Regions from separate parts of the Mus musculus genome. Here all the other regions are linked to region 6. Evidence: chromatin contacts called from public promoter capture Hi-C data. All regions are on one chromosome and are shown on one strand. The core of a region is the stretch at or near the end of the contact, and the rest is flanking DNA. Distances in the headings are between cores, read along the strand shown.

Region 1 (4,652 bases), core at 1,371-3,870, 1.9 Mb after region 6:
AGGAGAATACATGTGTGTTGTCCTAAGTCCCCTGTTTACATACAGTACTTTGTTACCATGGACACGGGAAGTAACTGAAGTATATTACCTACATGCCTGTCACATGCTCTGTGCTGACAACTACCATGTCCTTAAGACTCTGCAGTCTTTTATTTTCCAGACAGGGTCTTATGAAATAACTCTGGCTGTCCTGGAGCTCACTCCATAGACCAGGCTGGCCTTGAACTCACGGGGATCCACCTGCCTCTGCCTCCCCAGTACTAAGATTAAAGGCCTAGCTAAGACTTTGGATTCTCATGCCAGCCCCTGCTCTGCCCGATCCTTCACCTCTGTGTCCCCTCCACCCCAGCCCACTCTATTCTCTGTGGAGTTAGCAGCCTTGTTCATTCAACATCCCCAGGAGGAAAACCAGAACACGTGTGAAGGCTCCACACGCCCAGCATGAAAGATGTAGAAAGCCACGCTGGGCAGGAAGAAGGAAAGCAAGTTCCAGAGAGTTCCAGGGACTCATCAGCACAGACCAATCCTGGGACAAACTGCTGAGGAGGCAGGGCGAAGTGGAGGCTGGGCCAGAACCGCAGTCCTGCCCTGGAAGAGCCAGGAGCATGCCTCAGAGCTCCACCGTGAGCTCCATCCACAGAAGAAAAGGGCTAACACCACACAGAAGCATTGGATGCCAACATAAACTGCAGATTCCACACTCCCACCTGCTGTGGCTCTGCTATGGCCTGGGTGTGTCCATCCCTCAAAGACCAAGGTGCCAAGCCTGCTGCTATGAGGAGCTCTCTAGCTAAAGGGTGCACACCAGTGACCAATTCACACTGAAGACAATAAGGATAGGAAGACCATTTCCTCCATGGATGGAACAGTAGCCATCACTGCCAGAACCTAGCCCTTACCTCTGACCAGACTCTGGGCCAAACCCAACTTTAACCACACAGGTTAATTTAATCCTCACTTTTAAGAAGAAGCAGGGAGCTGAAGGGGCCATTCCATGGTAGCTGGAAAGTATTCCAGGTTAGATAAGGTCCTAGTTCTAGCTGCTGGGCTGCTGGGAGCAGCGTACCCCAAACTTACCCCAGTGTTGCTGCGCCCGGCTCACCAGGAACGGTCTCATCTGGATGAGGCGGGTGGCATAAATATGGGCGTACTGCCGGTTAAAGCTGCGCTCTCCCAGTCGGAAGGGCTGTGAGGAGTTGGTGTAAGTTGCCACAGGTACCCGGGCAAAGGTGGCATTGCTGGCAGAGGGCGGGGCGAGCAGAGTGTGGGCCCTCTGTGCTGCCTGCTCGGAGAACATGGCGGCACTCCTGGCTTGTTTGGTCCAAGCAGCTGTGTCCAGGCCGAGGAGTTATCACTGCAGAGACACACAAAGGCATTCCTGCAATCCCTTCTTGTACCCAAAGCTCCCCTAGTGTCCCAACCACGCTGTCCACAATGTGCACACATGTGTCCGGAGGTGTCATCCTATAACCTAGTCAGATACAACCTGGAGCTCGTTCCAAACCTTGTTCATCACCTCCTCCTCTCCACATTTCTACCCAATCACCAGGGTCTCAAATTCTGCATACCCTCAAATGGAATTATTGATCTGCTTCTGCCCAGCTCCCTGGGACCTCTGCTACCTCTAGGGATGCTATCAGGCATCACTGAAGAAGCCTGTCATAATATAATTAGTGATAAAAAATAAAGCATAAAGCTGCCCCTGTTTTGCTCAAAACCCCCCAAAGGTTGCTTTTCAGTAAATAAAACCCCAAGTTCTTACCACGACCTGTAAGATCAGCTCTGGGCCTCTAAGAACAGCTCCCCCCTCCTATCTGTTTCTCCTTCCAAGTGTCCCTTCCACAGCAGGGGCTCCAAGTAGAGGCCTCTCTACTCCTGCTGGGTCCTCTCCTTTTCCCCAAGGCTTACTGGCTCTTCCCTTTCAAGTCTTTCCTTAAAACTCACCTTCCCATATCTAATTGACTGCATTGCTACTTCAACTGTCTGCATCATTATCATCTCTCAAGCATTTACTTTGCCTCCTCCAACTGTTGCCTAAGCTCCGGCAGCGCAGAGGTTTGTTTTCTTGTATTGCACCCCTTCCCACTAAGATGTGCTTGGGGATGGATGCACAGCGGACTTTAGTATAAAGTATCTCAACATATTCTTCATGCGTAGTTGAGACGACAACAGGCTGGATGTAGTAACGGAAGTTTTGAACACAGCTTTCTTTTTCATTTTACTTTTTTTTTTTTTTTTTTGGTACAGCTATTACAAAGTTCAAATTCCCCTAGCTGGTTCGGCTTTCTTTAATGCGCAGCTCTGGCTTAGGGAGCGGACCCTATGAATTTGCCAAATGGGCACATGTAAACTGGATGTAAGCCAAAAACGCACGGTGGTGGCAGCGGCCCACACGGTGCTCCAGGCCGGACCCGACGGGAGACCTGCCCCGAAGCAGACACGCCCAGCTCGGGCCCATGTTACAGTTCGAAGCACCCTCAAGACCCCGGCCCGCTGTCCAGGTACCGCCAAGTCTGACCCAGGACCCACGTTAACCCCGCTCAGCAGCACACTCACCGCGCCACGCCGCATCCCGCCAATCTCTGCGCGCCCGTCCCGCCCATCGGCGCATCCAGCCAATCGCCTCCCGCCCCATCCCGCCCATCGCTGCACGCTTCATCCAGCCAATCCCCGTGCGCCCCGCCTCTGGACCGAGGAAACGCGGAGTCACGCCTCCGGTTCCCGGGACAACCCATCACTTAGCACTGGGTTTCCTGTGCGCATGCGGTGTTTGCGGCTGGGCCTCATCGGGTGAACTCCTTGGGTAGCGTGGGCCGTAGTGAGGCTGGGCGCCTGGCTCATGCTGCTCTCCCCGAGCGCTGGGGGTCTGGTGGCTCCTGTGTGGCTGAAGCTTCCCTCCCACTCTATCCTGCGCTGTGATTCTCACCCTGACTTCTCAGATTCCCTTGGAAGCATGAACAATTTCTCCCATCTCACAGGCAGGGAAACAGGCAAAATGACCCAGCTAGTGAGAAAAGCTAGAATTCACACTAAGACACCCTGACTGCAAGTGCATCAGACTTCAGTGGTAACATTGCTCCTTTTTAAAATTGCCTAATTACTCAGTCTGAAACTTATTACTTAAGGTAGGTTTCTTCTGGCTTACTAAGTTTTTTTGTTTTATTTTGAATTTATTTTGTTTTGTTTTGTGTGTGGGTGTGTTTTGCCTGCACGCATGTGAGGTCAGTCTCCTCGGAGGCGAGAAGAGAGCGTCCGTGTCACCTGGAACTGGAATTACAAATGGTTGTGAGCCATTCTGAAAGAGCTCTCAACCGAGCTTTCTCCAGCCCCTTGTTTCTGTTTTTGTTTGTTTTTGCTTTTTGAGACAAGGTTTCCCTCGTTCCTGTTTTAATAATGAATTAAATCATTTTTTTCCCCCCGAGACAGGGTTTCTCTGTATAGCCCTGGCTGTCCTGGAACTCACTTTGTAGACCAGACTGGCCTCGGACTCAGAAATCCACCTGCCTCTGCCTCTGCCTCCCAAGTGCTGGGATTAAAGGCGTGCACCCCCACCCCCGGCTAAATCATTTGTTTTTAATGTTTCAGTTTGTTGAGTATTTTTTCCTTTGTAAGCTGGGCTGAGTGCGGATTTTTGCCTACTGTCTCAAGTAGCCTGTTGCATATTTGATTATGTTGCAACGTTCTTGTGTTCCAGGAACAAACCCCATTTGATGGATTTGAAACCACTTTGTAGAATTAAAATCCAAAGTTACAATGACACAGAGCTCGTTGTTGTGCAGCCCCTTGACTGGAGCTCTCCATTTACTCTTTGGTTGCTGTTCCCTTTGGTCTGCAGGACTCTCCTTAGGATTCCTTACAGTAAATGTCTAAGGAAATGGACTCATCAAATTTTATCCCAGAATATCTTTATTTCTACTTTTTCCTTGAGACGGGTCTAATATATTCCATGGTGTAGCAACAGGGCCTTAAACTCCTGATCTTTCTGTCTACACCTCTGGAGTGCTGGGGTTACAGGCACGTGCCACTACCCTGAGTTTTATGCAGTGCTGGAGAGTGAGCCCCGGGGCTTCATGCAGGCTAAGCAAACACTCTGCCTTCTGAACTACATCCCTGCCTGGCCCTACGTCCACTTTGTGTTTTGAGCCAGGTATCTTGCTATGTGTTCCAGCTAATCTCCGAGGGCTGATGTCTGCCTCCAGAGTGCTAGGATTACAGGTGTTCTAGTCAGGTTTCTATTGCTGTGATAAACATGGCTAATGGCGACTTGGGGAACAAGGTTTATTTCACCTTACAGGAACATCAAGGAAGGACAGGTGTGCTGGTCACCTTGATGATGCTCACACACCTGGAAAGATCTGTTCGCTTTAGTATTTTTTTTTCTGTTCTTTAGATATTTTTTCTCCTTTTTTTTTTAATGTATATAAGTGTTTGCCTGCGTGCACATCTGCACACCATGTGCATGCAGTGTCATCAGCAGCCAGAAGAGGGCACCAGATCCCCTGGAAGCAGAGCTACAGGCCATTGTGAGCGGTCATGTGTTCTGGCACCCAGGCCTCTGCAGGAGCAGCAAGTGTGTTTGCTTTGTTTTTAACCCTCCGATCCGTGTCTCTAGCTCCCCATTCCTTACATTTGATCATTTTAGCTGACTTTCA
Region 2 (4,603 bases), core at 150-2,649, 1.9 Mb after region 6:
GGGAGGGGGAGCAAAGTGGATGAGGACCAACAGCCTGTGGGATGCAAGGGCTGATCGTGTGTGCTAGGCACAGCACAAAGTGGTCCATTTAGCCGGGCAGTGGTGGTGCACACCTTTAATCCCAGCACTTGGGAGGCAGCAGCAGGTGGGTTTCTGAGTTCGAGGCCAGCCTGGTCTACAGAGCAAGTTCCAGGACAGCCAGAGCTACACAGAGAAACTCTGTCTCAAAAAAATCGAATAAACCAGAAAGGTGGTCCATTTAATATGCGTATAGTAAGTTGTGGACACGGAGTTCCCCTGCTGAGTCAGACAGCTAGGAGGGCTAAGATGGGTTAGACCCTCCCCCCCACACACACACACACACTCACACACACATCAGTTCTTGGCATAGTCTCCATGCTTCCTCAAGGAGAGCCAGAAAGGAGACTGCCGGGAGGGGCTTGCCTACTCCCTGAGAGCAGTGGGTTACAGAGCCCAGTACCCGAAAATTTCCCCTTTTTCTCCCTGCTCATGCTGGACAGAGAGGGTGAGGGTGAGGGTGAAAGACTGAGGAGGTGGCATCGTGTTGGTGTTTCTTGACCTGCTTTTTCTTTTTTCTCTTCCAGCTGAGATGTAAACTTTCCCATGTCAATCATCTGGGGGTCGCTATTCTTTTTTATCAGAGTGCCTCCCCACCTTGGTTGAAAGCTGCCTGCCACTGCCCTGGACCTATGGCTGCTACAAGCCCACGTTCACATCTTTAATCCTTCATGGGTAAATGCTCTGGCATTCCTGGGCTTAGCTATGATGGCCATTATGAGCCAGCCAACGTTTGTATTCTAGAAGCCATAGCTGAAGCTGTTGTAAACAATTTGTTGTTTTAACCGCTTCTGGTCAGAGGAAGGAGAGAAATAGCTATTACTCCACATTGGGACCTGAGCCCTGAGCTCTGAAGTGGGGCTCCTATCTCCATAAGGACAGCAGCTTGCTGAGAACAGCTTTTCACAGCCTTCCTCGCAAAAATTGGCTCCAAAGACCTGGGATGTTGGTGATAACTGGACAAAGGTGACACCTGTGCAAGCACACAGCAGGTGACACTTTGAAGAGCTAACCTCCAGAAAGTGGAAAGGAGGTGATCGCCAGTACCCTCGAGGGCCCTACTCCCTCCCTCCCCTAGCAATCTCCCTGGGCTCAGAGCAAAGGGCACAGCGGGTTAGAGCACAGGTCTCCTTAGACTCCGCACACTCCCTTCCCCATAACTGTTGCATTCTTTTCTCCCAGGCCTTCCTCCCCGCTAGGCGCCCTGCACCCAGACCCTCTAAACTGGGCGCTGACGCTGCTATTAGTCTGGGCTCCGTGCTGCTCCGCCTCCCTCCCCCGCAGCCCCCGGTCCAAGGCCGGCTCCTCCTCCTCCCCCTCCGGAAACCCGAAGCCCCCGCCCCGGCCAGGCCGTCGCAAGCGCTCTGGAGGGCGGTCCGCGTGAGAGCCAGCCACGCGGGGCAGGAGCGCCCAGTTGCTGCCGGAGCTGGGCCCGCCAGAACCTCTCCTGGAGCCCCTTGCTCTCCTTGAATCTCCCTTTCCCACCGCTTTCTGGATACCCTTGACGCCCACGTTCCTCGCGCCCTTTCCCGCCCCTACGCGGGGCGCTGCCCCTGCCACCCAAGTCCCTGCTCAAGCCCGCCCGGCTCCCGCGCGTGCCCAGAGCCATGGCTCCAGTGCGCACCGCATCCCTGCTCTGCGGCCTCCTGGCACTGCTGACGCTGTGCCCTGAGGGGAACCCACAGACGGTGCTGACGGACGACGAGATCGAGGAGTTCCTCGAAGGCTTCCTTTCGGAGTTGGAGACCCAGTCCCCGCCCCGGGAAGACGACGTGGAAGTCCAGCCGCTTCCCGAACCCACCCAGCGTCCCCGCAAATCCAAGGCAGGGGGCAAGCAGCGGGCAGATGTAGAAGGTGAGAACCTGGTGACATGGGTGGCCATGGCATCAAGTGAGCATACAGGGGCTCTGGAGGGTCTAGCCACTTCCCATGCTGCCCCGTGAGGAATGTCTCTCCAAGGCAACGCAAGGCAACACACTGCCAGGCAGCAGTTCTGTCCTGGAGTTTGGAAACCTGGAGGTGTGTGTTCAGCATAGGGTGGCGCTGGGCTTTTGAGGTCGCCCAAGTTGTTCATCCCAGGTCTCAAGAGAGTGTAGGTTTGGACGAGTGGGAAATTGTGATTCGCCTCTCCGAACTGGCCCTAGTCTCTTAGTGGCAAGCTTCAAGCCTAGGCATCTGCTTGCCTCCTCTTCTCCCACAGGAACACAGACAGGGGAGCGGGGTGAGGAAGACTTCCAGGTGAAAGTGGGCAGTCTGAGATGGTCAGAACTAAGCGAGGTGATAGCATCCCGGAGGCATGCAACCCCGAGCCTCTTATGCAATCGTTGTCAGTAAATCTTAGCTGTTTTTCATGGCCCTCTGGAGAGTGGCAACGGATCTTGTGATCTCTCTCCCAGGAGACTGTAAGGCACCATTCATCATTCCTGAGGTCAGCCACTCCCCCTCCGGCCCCCACTGCTGTAGATCTGTCCTGCTCTCCCTACCCTCACCTCCCTGCACACTTTGCCTCCAGCAACCAAGACGTTCTGGACATTGCCAAGTGACCCTGCTCCTGCTGCATGTTTTGCTGTATTCCCTGTGTTTCAGCCAGCTGCCTGTGTGTTTCCCATTCGCCATTAAATTCTCCGCACCCAGCAATTGCAGCTCCTAGGGTGCTAGAAGGGTGGCCCCTGCTACTTGACTTCTCTGAGATGAGCCAGCACGGAGAGAACTACCTACCTGCCTCTCTCTCCCTCTGTCCTTGATAAGGGCCTCCTGTTGGTTTTGAGTTTCAACGGGAACCTTTTGGGACTTCAAGACCTACGGAGTGACTGCCGGCCTGCCTGCCTGCCTTCCTCCCTGGGAAGGAACCAAATCCAGGGCCTTACATACCAGGGGACTGACTGCTCTAGGGCAGATCTACATCCCCAGCCTGACTGTCTCTTTGAAGCTTTTCTTCTCCCTTGAAAGGAGGCTCTTGGAAGGCCAAGCCACAGTCTTTAATTTGCCTGGCTGTTTGCTTGGGTAGCCCTGCTCTTTCAGGTTCTTCCCTGTACCTTCCATGCCTGGCACTGAGCTGTGAGGCATGTGGGTTAGGCAGACATGTGAATTAGGGACTATGAGGACCCCATGGAGGTTTGGACAGACAGAGATGTCTCTCTATATATCATGCCCTGAACTCACTACTTCAGAGCAGCCAAGAGTTGCTGCTGTTCACTCTGGATGTACAGATAGGATGCCTGGACAAGGTTTCTCATTCTATCACTTGGGCAAATGGCTAACCTCAGTTTCCTGATCTGTACCAGACCAGGGACTGACAGGTGCCCTCACACCCAGGCTCTGGGCATCCAGGGGGACCATGTGGGCACACAGATTAGGCTCTGATTGTCTGCTCCTGCATCTTCATCCTTGACAGTCCCTCCAGAAAAAAACAAAGACAAAGAGAAGAAAGGAAAGAAGGACAAAGGCCCCAAAGCCACAAAACCCCTGGAGGGCTCTACCAGGCCCACCAAGAAACCAAAGGAGAAGCCACCCAAGGCCACCAAGAAGCCCAAGGAGAAACCACCCAAGGCCACCAAGAAGCCCAAGGAGAAGCCACCCAAGGCCACCAAGAAGCCTAAGGAGAAGCCACCCAAGGCCACTAAGAGGCCCTCGGCAGGAAAGAAGTTCTCAACTGTGGCCCCCTTGGAAACGCTGGATCGGTTACTCCCCTCACCCTCCAACCCCAGCGCCCAGGAGCTACCGCAGAAGAGAGGTTTGTAGCAGGATCCCTGGGGCTCTGACCTCTTTGAGGACAGAGAAATGAGGAAAGATTCCTGGGACTCTGAGACAAGGGAATTTTGAGGCCTTGTCATTAACTTGGTGGCTTTCTCAGTGAGTTCTGTTATTGCTGCTCTTGGGCAGAGAGAAAGCCTGGGAGCTTATAGGTGAGAGCTCTGTCCCTTGGTCCCTCCTGCTTTCCTCTGGCAGCATCAGCTTTATGGTAAGAGCTCCTACAAACAGCAGCATAGCTCTCTAGCCCCAGGGTACACTAGGACTACACTATAACCCATGGACTTTGGGATACTAGATACTCACTATCATCATAGTTGGGGATCAAATAGCTAGCAACAGGGGCTTCAGAGGTGGATCTGTGGAGGTAGGGTGGAAGTGAGCTTTCTATGTTTCCTCAGAGTGAGCTGTGGTCTTAGGAGGGTATCTATAAGATCCCCAAAGGCTCTGATGCATTGTGGTCTTAGACTCTCGAGGTGGTCCGGGTAGGCAGCCCCGTTCATCTGTTCTTTGGACTTCTGTGTTGTAGACACACCCTTCCCAAATGCCTGGCAAGGTCAAGGAGAAGAGACCCAGGTGGAGGCCAAGCAGCCCCGGCCAGGTGAGCAGCTGTCATCCTCTTGATTTCAGGGCGACTGACCGTACAGCCCTGCTATGCTGAGAGGCTTCCTGGACAGGACCTTGGTAGGGTTGTCACTAGGCCACTGTTATCTTCCCTTCAGAGCCAGAGGAGGAGACTGAGATGCCCACACTGGACTACAATGACCAGATAGAG
Region 3 (4,587 bases), core at 1,107-3,606, 1.8 Mb after region 6:
AGCCAGTCCTTGCTACTGGAGAATAAGTAGGAGGAAGAGTAAAAATTGGGCCCTCTGGTGTCCCAGTGTAAATTTTCTATAATTGACTGCATAGCTAAAATGAGCTTGTATACCAGCTAGACCATTTGCACAGTCTGTGCTCAGGCAAATCCTTTGGGTTCTCTGCCACTGAGAAGGGAGGGCCACCTACATCATGTTCCCCGGGCTCTGGTCAACCTAGGGGAAAGATTCTTGAGTCAAAAGTCTTATTTTGAAAATAAGCCATTGTGTGGGTGGTCCGTGCCACCCACATATGTATATATTATACTTCCAAGCCCAGTCCTAGGTCAGTAACTGAACAGCAAGCAGATCTGTAAAGATAACTGTGGGGTAATGTGACCTTTTTTCCCCTGGGTGGACCCTAGAGATCAGAGAGATGCATGGGGTTAAGTTGGTGGTTCTTCACGTTTGAGTCGCATATCAGATATCCTATATATCAGATATGTACAGTGCCATTCATAACAGTAGCAACATTGCAGTTATGAAGTAGCAATGAGATAATTTTAATGGATGGTGGACACAACATGAGAAACTATTAACGAGTCACAGCATTAGGAAAGTGGAGAACACTGGTTTAAGTGATCTGTGACAAATAAATGACTGTTGGGGCTGTGGGGATGGCTCAGTGGGAAAGTGCACTTTTCGCACAAGCTTGAAGACCTGAGTTCAAACACCCAGCAACTGCTTCAAGAGCTGGGTTTGGCTCTGTATATAGCATCAGTACTGTGGAGCGGCGGAGACAGGAGGATCACTGTGGTTTGCTGCCTACCAGCCTAGCTCCAGGCTCAGTAAGAGACCTGCCTCTAAGGAATAGGGTGGATAATGAAAGAGCAGGATACTTGACACTGTCCTCTGGCCTCCAACAGCACAGTAGTATGCATCTACCCTGGCCCATGTGCATATACCACACACATAATAACCTCTCTTGGAAGATTTGGGCTTGCTAGATGGAGCTGAAGTTTCTTCTTGTTTTTGTTTGTTTTCGGAACAGGGTTTCTCTGTATAGTTCTGGCTGTCCCTGGAACTCACCCTGTAGACCAGGCTGGCCTTAAACTCAGAAATCCAACTGCTTCTGCCTCCCAAATGCTGGGACTAAAGGCGTGCGCCACCACTGCCCAGCCAGAAGTTTCTTTTTTAATACTTTTTTGAGAGAGGGACTCACTTATAGCCAGTAATCCACTATGTAGACCAGGCTGGACTCAAACTCAGAGATCTATCTGCCTTTGCTTCCCAGGTTCAGGGATTGAAGTCATGTGCCACCACACCCATCTTATTTTTATATTGTGTGATTGTTTAAGTGCACCATGGCCATACCTAGTCCCAGCAGAGACTAGATGAGGGCTAGGGCTGGAGTTACAGAGGGTTGTGAGCTGCCACATAGGTGCTAGGAATCAATCCTGGATCCCCTGGAAGAGCAGTCAGTGCTCTTAACCACCAAGCCATCTCTCCAGCCCCTCCACCCCTTTTTTTGTCTTTGAGATAGGCTGGAACTCAACTATGTAGACCAGGCTTGCCTCTGCCTCCCCAGTGCTGAGATTAAATACACGAACAACACTTCCAGCCCCATTCTTGCAACATTTTAAATGTAACTTCGACCCCCACTGTTCTAGTTTCATTTCTGTTGCTGTGATAAAATGCCCTAGCTAAAAGCAGTTTAGAGAAGTAAGGGTTCGTTTTAGTTTACGACAACAGAGTATGGTCTCTCATAGGGACGTTCAGGCAACTGTCTGGAAATAGAAGTGAAGCACAAAGCAGGTTCTCTTCATTACCCCACTATCACATCAAATATTTCATTTTACTTTATTTAGAAGATCTAGGCAATGCCCAGGCCGGGCTAGAACTCAAGCTTCTGCCTCTGCCAGTTGCGCGCTAGGATCACAGGCTTGTACCTCTACGCCTAACACAGCAGATTCATGTTTTTTTCCTTTTCTTCTTTGGTTTTTCCAAACAGGGCTTCTCTGCCTAGCCCTCGCCATCCTGGAACTTGCGCTGTACACCGGGCTAGGCTGGGGTTGAAGGCGTAGCCATCATGTCCGACTATCAGATGAAATTTCCGAGGCGCCTGCGCGCATACAGCTTGCTCTTAAACAAAATACATTAACTAATGAGAGACGAACCAGCGTGAAGCTCTAAATCGAGCCCACGCCCTGCAGATGCGGACGAACGAGGACCTACGGGCAGGCCCGCCTCTCGTGGATCTTCATTCACCAGCACCCCGCCTCAACTTTACCCTCAGCCTAGCTCGCCTTCTCTCCACTTCCGCTTCCGGCCTCTTGGGCGCGGCTTCTGCACGTCAGAGGCGAGGCTTCCGGCCTCCGGGGCGGGGCTTCCGGCCGTCACTGGAGGCCGGCAGAAAGCTGAAGCTGCTGCATCGCGGGGACCGTGGGGCGTGCCATGGCGGTGAACCTGAGCCGGAACGGGCCGGCGCTGCAGGAGGCCTACGTGCGCGTAGTCACCGAGAAATCCCCGACCGACTGGTAGGCAGCAAGGCGGGGCCGGAGAGGCGCCAGAGCGGGAAGGTGGAGGTCGCGGCGTAGCCGTAGTATTGCAGGATCACCTGTCCACCTTCCTGAAGCCTAGCGAGATGCTACCCCACCCTCGCCACCGCCGTCCCCCCGGCGAGTACCCCCGGGCCTCTCCCCTGCCACCTAGTGGTCGGTCGGCTCTGCCCTGAAGATCTCTGCCTGGTTGTGCTTTCTGCTTTCCGCCAGGCTCTGCGTTTCTGGGACCTCACTGGACAAAGGGGTCCCGCGCAGTTCCCCAACTCCCTGGAAGGCGGAAACCACGTCTTCTAAACCCTGAGTTCAGGAAGAGACCTTGAAAGCGGCGTGAGCAGTGGGTTGAGGTCATGAGCTCACACAGGGCTCAGTCAAGGATGTCACAGGTCTGGGTCCCTGATTCTGGGACTGAAAATGGGATCCTGTCACCTGTTTGAGAAAAGGCTCCATCCTTCCTTCACCACCCCAGGAGCCATTACAGTACTGTGAACTAGATCTGAAGTTTCTGGAGTGGCCCTGCTGAGCCCTCTTAGGTTTCTGCTACATGCATACCAGTCTATAGTAATTCTCTTTCACTTTCCGTTTACTTAACATGCTTCCGTTAGCCAGTTTTTAGTGCTTCAGTTTCTCAGACATCTGATGAGTATGGCAGGTGGACAAATTCTGGGGAACACAAACTGGACTTTGGAGTTCTGGTGGGGCCACCACTACCCTGTGGTCAGCACTGAGGGGCGCTATACTGAGTTTGCCTGTGTTGAGTCTTCCCTGGAGACTTCCCCTATTGCAGAACTCTGGCCAATCATCTCTTCTGTTCTACTGTGTTGTCTCTCCTCTTTATCTTTTGGCCCTCTAGTCGTCTCAGAACCATCACTGTTTGGGGAATACCTCACAACCTAGCTAGCAGTGCCCTTCACCCATGCTTATAACTCTTCACTGACCTTGCTTGCTTTGCTTGCTTGCTTGCTTTTGAGACTGTGTAGCTCTGGCTGGCCTGGAACTCACTGTGTAGACCAGGTTGGCCACGATCTCACCTGTGTCTGTCTCCCGAGCACACATTGAGCCTCCTACTAGAATCATCTGCTCCACCTTGGTCTGACATTGTCCTGCCTCATCCACCCATTGTTCCTTCTGAGGGTGCAGATCTTGCTCTTTCCCCATACACTGTTCATCTGCCCCAGCAGCCATGCTACTGCCCAGCTTCCTACAGTACTGTATGCAGACGGTGCTGCCACTCCAGTTGAACGAGCCTCTGGCCTCCACCCTCACTGTCACAGCCATTTCAGTAGTCACTCAGCAAGATTTTTGTGGCAGGTCCCCACTCGCTAGCTGAGAGAATATCTGGGCCATCTTAACTTCCCTGCCCATAAATGCAGTGTCTTCCTGTTGCACTTTAGTAAAGCCCAGACTCTTACCCTGTCTGCCCTGGTTCCTGTTGCCCCTCCTGCTTACTACTCTGGCCACACCTGTTGACCACCCTTGTACCAAAGTCTTTCTCTTCCTCAAAACTGCAAGCTAGTTCCTCATCAAACAGAACCTCTGATCTTGCTGCTTCCCCTGCATGGAACATACATATACATCATCTTGATTGCTTCTTGTCCTTTATGTCTCTATGCTAGGGTTGTCTTCTCAGAGAGTCCTCCTAAATTCCTAGTACATGGGCCACATGCATGCCTTCAGAGGCCAGAAAAGACTGTGGAGTTCCCTGAGACTAAAGTGATAGTCACTTTGTCCTCTCTCCTAGTTTCATTTCTTTGTGATACAAATAAGAAACATGCTGGGAACCCTCATGGACTCTGTGTGTGTGTGTGTGTGTGTGTGTGTGTGTGTGTGTGTGTGTGTGTGTTTGTGTGTGTGTGTGTGCTTTTTCTCTTCCCTAACATGGTCAGGTAGACCCTTGTGCCTAGCTGTCATATGTTTTGATGGATGGATTAAGCCATGCAGAAAAAGAGACTGTCAAAAAGAGGTAGTCTTCAATTTGGTAGCCAAAAAAGGTCACACACACAGAGCTGGTACCGTGACACTGTAGACCAGAGCCATAGCTTTAGTTTCT
Region 4 (4,373 bases), core at 1,316-3,815, 1.1 Mb after region 6:
GCAGCTGCGGGCCAGGAGGAAGTAACTATTCCAGCCTACACGGGACCTTTTGCCTGATCACAGTGGGGGCTCTGAGAGCCAACTCGAAGAAGAGGAGAAGCCAAGGCCTATCTCCTGGAAGAAACACTCTGAAAGGCCTTAAGCCCATAACATCTTCACACTGGTGAGGTCCACAGTCTGGACGGGAAGGTTCAAGATGAGTGCAGGGGGCCATGCTCCCAGCTGAGCATGGCAATCAGAGGGTACCACGTCGGACACTACTGCATACTTGTCAATGGAGGCAGGCTGGCTATGTGGGAGGCCTACCCACGGCAGCCCGGTGCCAGAGGGAATGAGCTGGGTTGGGGGGGGTGGAGGCTGGGGGTGAGTGGGTGGAGATCGGGCCACCATTCTGCCCACAACCATCGGATGCCTGACTTGGGCAGGCACATCATAGTCCTAAGCTCCTGATAAGAAAGAAACTCTTGGCCCAGTTGCGGGGGTGTCAGGGACACATCGGTCTTGGGAAAGGCGGAGGGAGCTGGGGGTCTGTACCTCCTGTGCTCCCAAGTGCACCTCCTGTTCCCAGGAGCAGTGGTAGCGGGGCCAGGCTCTCTATCAGGGCACCAGGGTTGGTGTCTTCCCAGACCCTCCTTGTGTACCAGGCTTCTTGCCAAGAGCTTCCTACATATATAGCCTCAAGCCCGGGTAGCGGCCACTCAGCCCCAGGTCTGAGGCTGCCAATGCATCTGCCTGGCACCCCCCAAGTCACAGTCCTCCAAATGAAGGAAAGCACTCAACTTAGTTGCCGCTCATTTAATACTAAAAGCTGATCTCCTGCCTCAGACCCACCTGAGCTGTGTGGCCTCACTCAGCACCTCTGCCTCTCTGAGCTTATTTCTTTGTGGCCAGGTACACACTTGGCAGTCACCATATGTACTCTTAGTGGGGAAGGCTGCTGAGAATGGGCCCCTGGAGGCTTAGGGTTGGGGTAGGTATTAGCTCTGCCATCTGGTCCCCTGATGGGGGGGGGGGGACGGGACGGGACGGGATGGGACACCCAATGTGGATATCAGAAGACTCACCAGCTCATCAAGGTTTCGAAGGTCATTGGGCGTCATGCGGGGTGTGCGGGTGGGAACCCCTGGTACAGTGGCAATTTCAGTGACATCCTCTTCAGCAGCAGGGACGCTGGAAACCTGAGGGGTAGCTCGAAGCTCCCGCTCGATCTCCTGCTCGAACTGTACCAGCCTCGGGGCAAGCAGGCCAAGGCGCGCCCCACGCCGGGCGACCTCCAGCAGGCAGAGCACCACACTCTTCTCGTTCTTGCGTAGCACCAGGTCCTCTGTCTCAAACATGAGCACTTCAGGCACGCCCAGCTCAGCCCGGCACCAGCCGATGAAAGAGGCCACGTTGTCTCGGGCCATGAAGGAGCCAGGCGCCACACTGTGTGCCTGGAAGGCCACACCTCGGGTTGGACGGGCAGCAGCCAGAGCCCGGGCAGCCTCGGTGACAGCGTTGGCATGTTGGCACAGGGTTGTGCCTGTGGCCAGCCCCGTGAGGAAGCCATCGCCACTGCCGGGGAGACCTAGACTGTACAAAGCATTGAGCCAATCGGCCAGGTCTTCCTTCATGGCTTCCACATAGGCCTCACTGGATCGGAAGGGTCGCACACTCTTGGCGGCAGAGCCTGCGATGCCCGCCACTGGGTTCGCCATGCCCAGAGCCAGTGGAGTCACTGTGGGGACATAGGTCAGGATTGCTGTGAAGACTCGAAAGGGTTCAGAATGGTCCACCTCTACCAGCCCGCCACTCAGGGGAGACGCTAAGTTTAAGAGCAAGCTGTGAACAAGCAAACGTAGCACCACATTGTTCTCACGGTGCCATGACCTGCTTTAAGGGACTCAGTAACATTTACACCATTGTAGTGTTTATGTTTGCTGTCTGGCTGGTCGGGAGAGGGTGGCTGGGGACAAGTTGGCACCCACGAGGAAGAAATGCCATTTAAAAACATGAAGACATGTGGGTAGGGAGGGACAGGAGAGGAGCCTCGCCCAGAACCACGGAGAGACTGTTTCCATTGCTCAGCCCATAACCTGCACGAAGTCCCGCCTTTCCCTTCTCCTCTCCGCTAAGGGCCGCGCCACAGGCTGAGCGGCGACCGCGTCTCCATTCTACAGATGAGGAAACTGAGGCGCAGTAAGGGCAGGCATTCGCCGAAGGTCGCAGAGCAGTGGGTGGAGGAATCGGGTCACCCAGGCAGGCCGGATTCCTGCTGCGAAAAGCCGCCCGAGCTGGTGCCTGAAAGGCCGGGACTCCGAACGGCCCCCGCGAGCCTCCGCAGTGCTCGAGGCCTGGTCCAGAGAGGGTGAGTGCCCAGTCAGGGTCACACAGCCCTGGGAAGCAGAGAGCCCGCACCGCCCGGCCCACCTCCAGGCACTCTGGCTAGGGCTCCTGGGGGTCCCCGCGCTCACCTGGCTCACCCCGCCGCCCCGGGGAGCATCGCCCCGGCGGGGCCGGAGCCGGGCCGCGCCGCCGCACACAGGCGTCGCCCGAGATCGCTGCTTCCAGGCGTCCGCTCTGCCCCGCCCCCCTGGAATTTGGATCCGGCCAGGAAGGGGCGGAGCTGCGCTCTTAAAGGGGCCGTGCCTTTCTCGGGCCTTAGGCCCTAAGGCATCACCCCCACCTCACCCCCCCTTTAACTCCGGGTCTGGGTCTTCCTAGGCGGGGTTCAGATCCTTTCAGCTGTCCTTCCCCCGTGACAGTGGCCTCCCCGGAAGCGATAGGGGCCGGGGACTGCAGAGTCACCTCCGTCCCGGGTGGACCTCTGCAAGTCAGATAACTGGGTGCTCTTCCTGCAGGACGGCCCAGGGATAGCTTAAGGTACAAGGACGATGAGGCTCAGGGATCGGAAGGTGGCTGCGGGTTAGGTTAAAAGAGGGGGTGTGGCAGGGGCAACTACACGCCTTAGGAGGAACCTGGAAGATCTAGGGAATCCTGCCCCCTACTGTCGCCCGAGAGAGGAGTGAGATGCTGGAGAGAGACTGGAAATCTTGTGGGGGTGTGTGGACTTAATTTTAACTCAGATCAAGGAAGGAGGCGACGGAGGAAGCTGAGAGTCATCTAGAGGGAAAGTTTTTCACACTGAGGAAGCCTATCTCAAAAAAAGGAAAGGAAGGAAGAAGGAAAGAAAAATGGGTAGGTTTGCAAGGCTGAAGTGGTGAAACATTAGGGCCTTGTGGACCATGCTTTTCAAAGGTCATGGAAGAGAGGTTTATTTGTTTGTTTTTTTTTAAAGATTTATTTATTATATGTAAGTTCACTGTAGCTGTCCTCAGATACTCCAGAAGAGGGCATCAGATTTTGTTACGGATGGTTGTGAGCCACCATGTGGTTGCTGGGATTTGAACTCCGGATCTTCGGAAGAGCAGTTGGTGCTCTTAACCACTGAGCCATCTCCCCAGCCCCCGGTTTATTTGTTAATTATTATTAAATTATTATTGTTGGAGTTTGTTGTGGTTTTGAGGCAGGATCTCACTATGTAGACCAGGCTGGCCTGGAACTCCCTATATAGACCAGGCTGGCCTCAAAAGTCATAGAGATCTGCCTGTCTCTGCCGCCTGAGTGCTGGGATTAAAGGAATGTTCCACCATGTCATTACTTTTACAGAGTTCTGCTATGTAGCCTGAGCTGGCTTTGAACTCATGGTGTGCTCTCTCTGTTGGGATCCCAGGCCTCTCTCTAAGGAGGAATTTAGGAGAGGCTGACGTAGCAGCCATAAGGGCTCCTGTAACTGCTGTTGTTGCAGCGTCAGGGTCAGGGTCAGGGAAGCCTCTGAGGGAGGCAAGTGGTTTAGGTTGAATGGGGAGAGGGGATGCTGGATCTTGACTGCCTGTTGAAAACTGATGATGTATGTTAGTGAGGTGAGTGTGTGAGTATAGATGAGGGAGAAATCCCAGGTTTGGGGGTGAACATTGTGGACACGGAGTTGTTAAACAAAAAAAAAAAAAAAAATAACACCTAGCAGGGAGTGAAGTCCTGAAGAATTGGCTATGGAGACTGAATTCTAAGTGAAGGAATTGAGAAATGACTTGTCCTGGAACAAGCAGTAATGAACCGTCATACCCAGCAATCATCTTCAAAATAATCTGATACACCGATACTTTTTATTACATCTGTTTAGTGAGTGTGTGTCTGTGTCAAGGTATGTAGGCAAGGCAAACTTTTGGGAGTTTGTTCTGCCTTTCACCATGTGGGATCCTGGGTATTGTGGCATGGTGGCAGGTTCCCTTATCCAGCCTCATATGATGGTTTTGTAGATCTAGGGAAGCTGAGGACTGGGGAGGTTAAGGTACCATTGCCATCAGCAGCTCTGCAGGAATTTGACCCCTACT
Region 5 (4,329 bases), core at 620-3,119, 2.0 Mb after region 6:
CTTGACCGCATCTGGAATCAACTGCTGGGCAGTCCTGTGAGCGCTTTGCTTGAGCAGATTAAAGGCAGCGGGAAGACCCACCTTAACTCTGGGCAGCAAGCACCTCCTGGTGGTAATTCATATGGAAGGATGTGGAAGAAGGAAACTTGGCTTGTCGCTTGCTTGCTTTTGCCTTCCCTGGCTAGGTCACCTACCCTGCCACCGCAGTATTTCTACACCTAAACCAATTTAGGGATTCAAATGTAGGCTGAAGACCAATCTCTCTAGGAATCAACCAGACTTTCAGCACAAGATTAAGTTTGCTAAGACATCCAGTCTTGTGGTTTGCTTAAATACCAGACTCTATGCTTCTCCAGTGTGAGACAGCCACTGTTGGACTACTTACACACACAGCATCCTGAAGCCAATCTAATAAGTCCTCTCTTAATATATATGTCCTATCAATTCTGTTCCTTTAGAGAACTTTAATACATGTATAATATGTTCATATACAAGCATGTATAGAAACATATATATGTGTTCATAGATATATATAGATGTAGATATACTTACATGTAGGTATGTATGCATATGACCTCTTCGGAGTAAGTTGTATACATAGTGTTCATCTATTTATGTTACTGTGTGTTAGTGTGCATGCATGCATGCACCAGAGACTTCTCTTATAAGGTCAGGGCAGTCAGTGACTGAAAGCTGGAAATAAAGATATAGTGCTCTTATCTAATCTGTAGACCTTGCTCAGATTTTAGCCTCCCTTTAAAGCTCTGCTTCTAACAGCCTCAAGGGCACCTTCGGCCTCTCATGAGGCTTGCTTCCTCTTTCTTTCTTTCTTTCTTTCTTTCTTTCTTTCTTTCTTTCTTTCTTTCTGTCATTTAACGTAATGGTGCAAATAACCATCGTCGTCATTGTTAAACATCTGCAATGAGCAGGACTTGGAATTTGATAGTTTATCACTTTTACCAACATGTCTACAAAAAAGGTATTTTTTGAGTCCAACAGATTGGGGGGGGGGGGTAACTTTTGCGGTGCGGAAGTACTGGGACCGAATTCAGGCTGGATAACAGCTGGGGAAACGCAGGGGAAAACAATGTCATTTGAAATTGATTAACAAGCTTGGCTTGGGGAGTTCGCATATCTCTAGATGAGACTTCCTGGGACCAAGGGAGGCTGGGTAAAGTCAGAGAAAAGCAGGAAGAGGTGCCAAGAGTGGCTGTAAGGGAGTTTGATAAGCATTTTGCTGTTCACATTGGAAGCCCAAGGTCTGCTTCTTGCTATCAATTTTCTTAATCCACATCTCTTTCTGCAAGGTCACTATCCTGGTAATTTTGTACAACTTTGGATAAAGAGGCTTTCTTCAGAAATGGTTCTCCGTCTGCCGCCTGTGGAGCCATGGTGTCAGTGCAGGTGAATATAGCTGACACCTCTGGCCGCCTGGCTTGTCGAACAAGTGTGTCCAAGCTGAGTGGCCATAGCCAGTGACGTTTCTGATTTTTATTATTGCAAGAGAAAGGATGAAGGGCCTTTCTTTTAGTCGTCTGTACTTGGGACACCCAGGGAAGAGGTTGGGTAGCCTGGTGCTGTTACACATAGAATGCAACAAAAGTATAGAGTGGGGACAGCTACGGGTTGTTTTTCTAGCAGAATGGGGAAAAAAGAGCGATGGTACGGCACAGCACTCCCCACCGGCAGCCAGGGTCCGCGCGACAGCCCGGAAGGGAACCTGCGCCAAGGCACTGCCACGCAGGCGGAGACCGAGCCTCCTGGCGCCGACCCGGGCGGACGCGGGCGCGCCCCGCCGCTTAGCTACCCGTCCGCGCACGCGCGTACCCTGCCTTCGGGCCTCCGAGGAGCGGCTGGAGCAACTCGCCACCGGAACCGGAAGTGGGCCTTACTCTAGGAGGAAGAAGCCGGCCGGGCCCCGTCAGGAGGCGGCCGCCGCTGTTCTGAGGGACTGTGGCCGCGCTCCTGGGAGCGGGTCTGGGGCTCAGCCGGCGGCCCGAAGGTGCGGCGCCATGAAGCTGTACAGCCTTAGTGTCCTTTACAAAGGCGATCCGAAAGCGGTGCTGCTCAAGGCCGCGTACGACGTGTCTTCCTTTAGTTTCTTCCAGAGGTCCAGGTAAGTGGGCCGGGCCCGGGTGGCTGGACCCGGAGTCCAGGGAGTCGAGTCTCTCGAAGGGCGAGCACGGCTTTGGCCTCCCTCGGGCGGCAGGCTGTACCTGAGGAGTCGTTAGCAACCCTGGGAAAGGGCTCTGCCCTACGCGGTATTGCCCAGTTGTAGAAAGATTGGAAGGCCATTGATTACAGACGCGCTGCCAACTGTTCTGATCTGGGATCTCCGGACTCAGAAATAAGTATGTTGACTACGCCTCGCACCCTGTGATTTAACCAGTGTTTGGTGTCTTAACCTTTGTATTTCGTCGTTGCCAGTGGTTCTCACCTTCCTTGCGCTGCGACCCTTTAGTACCGTTTCTCATGTTGAGGGAACCCTCCCACCCCCAACCATAAAATTATTTTCGTGGCTACTTCATAACTGTAATTTTGCTACTGTTATGCATATGTATTTTTGGAGATTGAGGTTTGCCAAAGGGGTTGCAGCCCACAGTTTGTGAAAGTCGCTGGTCAAAGCTCTTTCCAGAAGTTCTGTATGGAGGTGTTTCTTTTATGAGTAAAATCGTTGATTCCTCAAGGATTGGGAGTCAGGGGTCAAACTCATTCTTTTTAGTGTTTGGGCCTTGATTATCAGGAAGGGTCCACACTGGTAGCTAGGCAGGAACCACTGGATTTGTATTGCTTGTAGGCATGTAAAGGATTGTGGGGTGCTTTAATTGTAAGCTGCACAGATACCCAGTCTTGTGGGAGTGACTCAGACACAAAAGGAAAAGGGCCCAACAGGGTAGGACCTGTGGTCATCTTGACTCAACGTCTGGGGAAATCTGCTTGTTCAGGTTGTGTCTCAGCTTTTGATGGTTCTAATGACTTCATATAAGTGGGATATATAGTAGTTGGCTTTTTGTGTCCCACTGATTTTACTAAGCAGAATGACCCCAAGGTTGACCTATGTTTCTGCAGATACCAAATTTTTCTCCCCTTTAAAATATATACAGTATTGAGTTTTATGTAAACACTATGTTTTGTTTATGTATCCATCCGCTGATGGACATGAGTTGCTGTGGATTATAGTTATGTGAATAGTGTTTGCCAAGGGGTTGGAAGGTAGCTTGAGTGGAGAAATAGTTCATTCAGGAGACTGCTTGCTGCATGAGGGGCCTGGGTTTGATCCCAAATACATCAAAAGGAAAAACAAACAAACCAACCAACCAACCTCTGGGTGTCCTGACACATGCTTGTACTTTCAAAGCTAGGGAAACAGAGACAAGGTGATGGGGCTCAGGGCCTGATGACTGACCCGCTGGGGATCATGGCGCCTGATGACTGACCCGCTGGGGATCATGGCGCCTGATGACTGACCCGCTGGGGATCATGGCGCCTGATGACTGACCTGCTGGGGATCATGGCGCCTGATGACTGACCCGCTGGGGATCATGGCGCCTGATGACTGACCCGCTGGGGATCATGGCGCGATGACTGGCCCCCTGCTCAAGCCTACTCTGTGAGCGCATAACCAACTTCATCCTAACAAAGGTGGATGGCTCCTGAGGAAAGACTCCCTGCGTACACATGCAGCTGCACACAGATGGCACGTGGATGCTCAGATACACAGAGACACAGCTTACAATTTGCTGTGGTGTGCACCCCTGAAGGTGGAATTGTTGAGTCATCTCTGGCTCCGTTTGCTCTTCCTGCTCCTCTCCTCTGTGTGCCCTGGCCCCTGCTCTGTGCTTGGTGTTCTTCTTCTGGGATGGAACCTGTGGTGCCAACTTGGCTCTGGATCTTTCCGTTTTTCTCTCTCTCTGTTTATATGGAGGATTCTCAGAGCTTCACAATGCTATCATCTCATTCTTTGACACCCTGATGTTATCTACTGTCAGATGACTAGCAGTGAAGCAGAGAGACACATGTTCCAGTTGAGTGAGACCCCGCAGTCTTACCTTTCATGTCACTGTGATTACTAAAGTCTCTCACAGTTAGTGCACTAGTAGTAGTCCCAATCACACGACTGTCATCTTGCTCTAGATAGCTCTTTTTTTGTTTTATTGCAAAGGCTTTCTTGAGAATTAAAAAGGAAATATTTTTGACTATTTTCATCATGTCATTCCCTCATGATAATAATAGTAGTGTATTATGTGCCAGGTAGTGTTTCAATTGCTTTGTGTATATTAACTCACTCATAACTATCGCACCAGTCTTGATTTTACTATCGAGGTCAGC
Region 6 (4,508 bases), core at 1,277-3,776:
TGAGGCTGCACCTTCAAAGGCCTCTCCTGGGCTTTGATAAAGAGGTCATCAGCTGCTCTCCATGACCTCTTTATGTCTTCAAAACCAGTATCACCTTGGAGATGTCTACACATAACCAAGTCCTTGGATGCCTCTGGAACACATCTGTTCTCAGAAAACACTTCCCAGAAGATTTCGCCTCAGTGATGCTGATCTCTTGTTTGATTTCGAGACAGAGTTTCTCTGTGTAGATCTGACTGTCCTAGAACTCTATAGACCAGGCTGACCTCAGACTCAGAGATCTGCCTGCCTCTGCCTCCAAGTGCTGGGATTAAAGGTGTGCCACTATCAGCAGGCTCTAGTCTGAATTCTCACTAAGCTCTTAGCTCCAGGTTAACCAGCATCGACTGTTCCAGTAGCGCAAAGGTTTCTCTTCAATGGTGCTGCTGCTCTCTTGTGTATTGTGGCTGACTTTAGCTCCAGCTGCTCCGAACAACAGAATCTCAATTCATGATAGAAAATAACCCTGATAGAGTCTAAATTTCCTCCTAACCCTTCACGAGCCAGGCCTCTATTGTCTGTCCTGTTCTTCACACTCTAAGCTCCTCAGGGACTTCTCACTGAGCTCCAGACAGGAAATGCCTTTTCTAGCCCGACATTCCGAAGTCCTTCCACAATCCTCCCCAAACACAGCTAACCCCATTCCTCGTACCAACCAGCCTTAGGGTTTCTGTGTCTGCAATGAAACATGAAACACCATAACCAAAGAGCAGACTGAGGAGAAAAGCATTTGTTTGGCTTACACTTCCATGTTGCTGTCCGTTATTGAAGAAAGTCAGGACAGAACTCAAACAAGGCTGCATCCTCAGGGCAGAGCTAATGTAAAAGCCATGGTGGGTTGCTGCTTAGTAGCTTGCTTTACAAGGTTTGCTCAACCTGCTTTCTTAAAGAACCCAGGACTACCAGCCCAGGGATGACAACACCCATTGTGGGCTGGATCCTCCCCATTGATCACTGAGAAAATGCCTTAGATCTGGATCTCTTTCCCCACCCCTTCACTCCCATTTTTTTCCGAGACAGAGTTTCTCTGTGTAGCCCTGGCTGTCCTCGAACTCAGAAATCCATCTGCCTCTGCCTCCCGAGTGCTGGGATTGAAGGTGTGCACCACCACGAACAGCTTAGAGCTGGATCTCATGGAGGTGTTTCCTCGACTGAGAGGCTCCTTTGATGACTAGCTTGTGTTGACCCAAAACAAGCCAGTACAGGTGGAAGGTGAGCGTGAGGTCTAAGGGCAGCAATAGCCTAGTTTTCCATCCAAGTGAGGTCACTGCTGGTATCTCAGCTTGTGACCTTTGTGGACCTGTCCCCTCACTCCAGGTACCTCTGATGATGGTCCTTACCTGGAACTGTCCATGTATCATGACAGGGTCAGGGTTCTGATCATTCAGTCCTTCCCAGGACATCTTTCCCATAGCCATTCCCCAGAGGCGGTGATACCCTAAACAGGGTAGGCTGGACTTTGCCCTCCCTGAATCTAAGGACCTGATAGCCTGACAGACCTGTTTTGTATTGGCCCCATATGTGGACTTTGTGCTGCCATGGCTGCACCTCAACTGAAGAGGAAGGCAAGAGTTTTGCAGGCTTTGGCTTGTGGACCCCAAGGTCCCCCAAACTGGTGGCTTCACTGTATATGTGGGATGGGGGGAGGGGGCTCTATCTGATGCCATGTTCTGGCATGGCAGTTTCAAGAGGCAGGAACAAAGGGTTAGGAGTTTCAAAGTCATAACCTATAGCCTGGGAGGTGACTCAGGGCCCACAAGGACAAAGAGCAGCAAGCCCATTAGATATGGAAGAATGCCTGGCAGCCAGGCTGATGTGGAATTTTCCCCATTCCACGGTTGCCTAGAAATGTCGGGGGTAGTGGGACTCTGACGTGGCCCATGTGCCACCCGATGGCCAGCTGGTTCTGCAGTGCCCACAGCTGGGGTTAATTCCAAATTAGTTCCCATCCTTGGTTTTCCTTTAGGATGAAGGACAGTCTGAACTCAAACAGGCCCCTACTTACTTGCCCAGACCTCTAGAGGAGGTATCCTCAAGAGGAAAGTTAGCTGAACCATGTAAGTGACTCGGCCCAGGGATCCTGGCGCTTCTTCACCTGTTTTTCTTGGATACCACAAATGTGTTCCTGGCTCATCAGAGGGAGCTAGGAAGACCTATGTTCCACTGGATTCTGAGGAGCTCCAGTGCTGTCCATAAAAGGCTGGCAACTAGTCCTGCCCCCTTTCTCCAGAGCCCAGGCTCCCTTCCCCAACACTACCACCAAGCCCCAGGCACCCTCTATTCCCTTCTGGGCTGGCAGTAGGACAATGGACCCCTTGGCCCATCGGAGACAAATAGTCCTTGTTAGGCCGGAGGCGGGGGCGCAATATTGCGCCCCAGGGAGCTGAATACAGCTTCTGTGCCTCTTGGGCAGGCGGCGCAGGGGAGAGGACGGGAAGGGGGTGGGGGGGGGGAGGGGGCCGTGGCGCCCATTGGCTCTGGCGTCAGGGGCCGGGCCAGGCTGCTGGCCTCACCTGGCGAGTGTTGAGAGCGGGGTGCGGCAGCCGCTGCGGCGGCGGGGCGGGGGCATGGACCAGGCCTGCCAGCGCGCCGGGTCCCGGCGAGTGCGCCCCGCCGCCCAGTGAGCGCCACGGCGGCGGCGGGGGCCGGGGCCGACCCCTGCCACCCGGAGCCCAAGGAGAACAGGGCAAAGGTATGTCGGGAGGTCTTGTACTCACGCTGGCTGTGCCCTGCCTCAGCCTACTTCCTGAACATCTTGCCTACTGGATCGATGGATCGTGTTTGCCCAGCAAGGGATATAGAAATGCTGCAGAGCTGCTTCACCAACACTGTATCCTGCAGGCTCTGGCTGATTGCTTGCCCTGCTCTGGGTGCCCCTCCTCCCCTGACCCCCGGAGTCCCTAAAAATGGGGTGGGTGGGGCTCCAGAAGGTTAGCTGTTGTGCTGTGAGTTCGTTAATAATTAATCCTCTTGGACATTGTGGCCTGGGCCCTAGTGGAGAAGGAGGCAGGAATCTCCCCGCTCCTTACCTGCGTTCCCAGAAGAGGCGGCTGTCACAGTACAAACCGGGGAGAGGGGGGCCTTGGGCAATGACAGACTCTTGTGCTTGGGGAAGGCCTCTCATATGTGTGCCCCTAAGGAGGTGAGTCCAGGAGACAAGGACAGACTTGTCTAGTTAGGACAGGAAAGATCCTATATGCAACAACTACACGGTTCCGGAGCCATGGACCAGTGCTCCATAAGGGGGTCTCAGGTTGGTCTGTTCCCTTAGTGAGAGGCCAACATGAGCCTTCTCTTTTTAACCCCCCCCCGCCCCGCCCCTTCCTGAGCTGGTTGTGATGACAGGCACACATCTGGCTGCAGGGACTGACACCTGACACCAGAGGTTACTGGGCTGAGGGTGAGGATGCCCTGGAAATCTTCAGGAGGAAAGGGGTGTGGAGGGAGAGCCGATCAGAACTCAATCTCTTCCTCTCTGGAGGGGGTGAGCTGATCTGCACTGTGCCTTCAGGCTTCCTTGCTACTTATCTAGAGGGAAGATACTGAGGCTCAAGGAGTCAGTGACTTGCTGAAGGTCACACCGTTGGGAAATGGCTGAGTTCACTGCAAACCACAGTGTGCGTTTTTGTTTGTTTTGTTTTGTTTTGTTTTGTTTTGTTTTTTGGTCCCTGTCTCAGGATCCCAGCCCTACCCAGAAGTCCTCTTGCCCAAACTGGAGGAAAGATGCCTTCCTGGGCATCTCTTTTGCTTCCTGGGTTCTGTGCTGAGTTCTCATAAATCTGTCACTCACAGTGCCTCTCACTGGGCTCCAAGGAAGAACAAACAAGCACTTGCAGGAAAGCAGTGACTCACAGGACAATGGCAATGGGGGACTCTAGGCCCCCTCAGTGGCTTGGGGCAAGCTTCTTGCTTTGGTTTGACTCCATGAAATGTGAATGACTAGAGAAGACACAGCGGGATGGAGCAGAAGTACCCCAAAGGTTACCAGACTGGAGACCTGGAGTCATCAGGTGAGATCTCTCTCCAGGGCAGGGAGGTTAGGCCCACAGTCAGACCCTTTCTGTGACACTCCCATCTTGCCCTGGGTGTGGATAGGGAGGTTAGGCCCACAGTCTTTCTGTGGGCACTCTGTCAATTTTACTGGGTGTGGGCAGGGAGGTTAGGCCCACAGTCTTTCTGTGGGCACTCTGTCAATTTTACTGGGTGTGGAATGCGAGTTGAGGCAAGTTGTGTATAAATCATGGGAACATAGGTCATTGAAGTCTATTGATCTAAAAGGACCTAAGTTGTCCATGAACATAACCAGATCCACTGCCCGGGCCAAGCACCGAGCTAAGGACTGCACACTTCTCACTTTTGGATCTTCCCAGAGAGACTGAGAGAGCATAGCTGTACCTTTAAGTGTTAGGATACAAACAGTTTCTTGCCAGTGATCACCCTGTTTCCGGACTTGGGAGCAGGATTGTATT

The links. Promoter capture Hi-C pulls out the DNA fragments that hold promoters and counts their contacts. Capture Hi-C pulls out chosen DNA fragments and counts their contacts.
Region 1: a contact with region 6 is called in a promoter capture Hi-C map of liver, with 4 times the contacts expected there. The contact joins the promoter of Pold2 here to the promoter of Gal3st1 in region 6. A contact is called at or near these places in 3 of 39 promoter capture datasets (embryonic stem cells and liver) and 1 of 9 other capture datasets (macrophages).
Region 2: a promoter capture Hi-C map of liver shows a contact between it and region 6, with 9 times the contacts expected there. The contact joins the promoter of Aebp1 here to the promoter of Gal3st1 in region 6. A contact is called at or near these places in 1 of 39 promoter capture datasets (liver) and 1 of 9 other capture datasets (macrophages).
Region 3: a promoter capture Hi-C map of liver shows a contact between it and region 6, with 4 times the contacts expected there. The contact joins the promoter of Dbnl here to the promoter of Gal3st1 in region 6. A contact is called at or near these places in 2 of 115 datasets of contacts at active chromatin or transcription factors (bone marrow-derived macrophages and pancreatic cancer cells) and 2 of 9 other capture datasets (adipose tissue and liver).
Region 4: a promoter capture Hi-C map of liver shows a contact between it and region 6, with 6 times the contacts expected there. The contact joins the promoter of Gas2l1 here to the promoter of Gal3st1 in region 6. A contact is called at or near these places in 1 of 39 promoter capture datasets (liver), 1 of 115 datasets of contacts at active chromatin or transcription factors (pancreatic cancer cells) and 2 of 9 other capture datasets (adipose tissue and liver).
Region 5: a contact with region 6 is called in a promoter capture Hi-C map of liver, with 9 times the contacts expected there. The contact joins the promoter of Ykt6 here to the promoter of Gal3st1 in region 6. A contact is called at or near these places in 2 of 39 promoter capture datasets (hippocampal neurons and liver).

The regions. Positions count from the first base shown.
Region 1 is chr11:5,875,636-5,880,287 of GRCm38.p6, forward strand. It overlaps Pold2 (polymerase (DNA directed), delta 2, regulatory subunit), which reads right to left and starts at 2,621. Exons shown (of 11, transcript NM_008894.2): 1 at 2,557-2,621; 2 at 1,078-1,354. The coding sequence starts at 1,297.
Region 2 is chr11:5,860,467-5,865,069 of GRCm38.p6, forward strand. It overlaps Aebp1 (AE binding protein 1), which reads left to right and starts at 1,400. Exons shown (of 21, transcript NM_009636.3): 1 at 1,400-1,932; 2 at 3,473-3,811; 3 at 4,358-4,429; 4 at 4,551-4,603. The coding sequence starts at 1,686.
Region 3 is chr11:5,786,127-5,790,713 of GRCm38.p6, forward strand. It overlaps Dbnl (drebrin-like), which reads left to right and starts at 2,357. Exons shown (of 13, transcript NM_001146309.1): 1 at 2,357-2,516. The coding sequence starts at 2,434.
Region 4 is chr11:5,062,762-5,067,134 of GRCm38.p6, forward strand. Gas2l1 (growth arrest-specific 2 like 1) reads right to left here and starts at 2,566. Exons shown (of 7, transcript NM_144560.3): 1 at 2,454-2,566; 2 at 2,076-2,333; 3 at 1,065-1,717. The coding sequence starts at 1,697.
Region 5 is chr11:5,953,889-5,958,217 of GRCm38.p6, forward strand. It overlaps Ykt6 (YKT6 v-SNARE homolog (S. cerevisiae)), which reads left to right and starts at 1,870. Exons shown (of 7, transcript NM_019661.4): 1 at 1,870-2,116. The coding sequence starts at 2,013.
Region 6 is chr11:3,981,110-3,985,617 of GRCm38.p6, forward strand. It overlaps Gal3st1 (galactose-3-O-sulfotransferase 1), which reads left to right and starts at 2,527. Exons shown (of 4, transcript NM_016922.3): 1 at 2,527-2,731; 2 at 3,832-4,049. It overlaps Gm46265 (a long non-coding RNA gene), which reads left to right and starts at 4,056. Exons shown (of 2, transcript XR_001780153.1): 1 at 4,056-4,138; 2 at 4,198-4,508.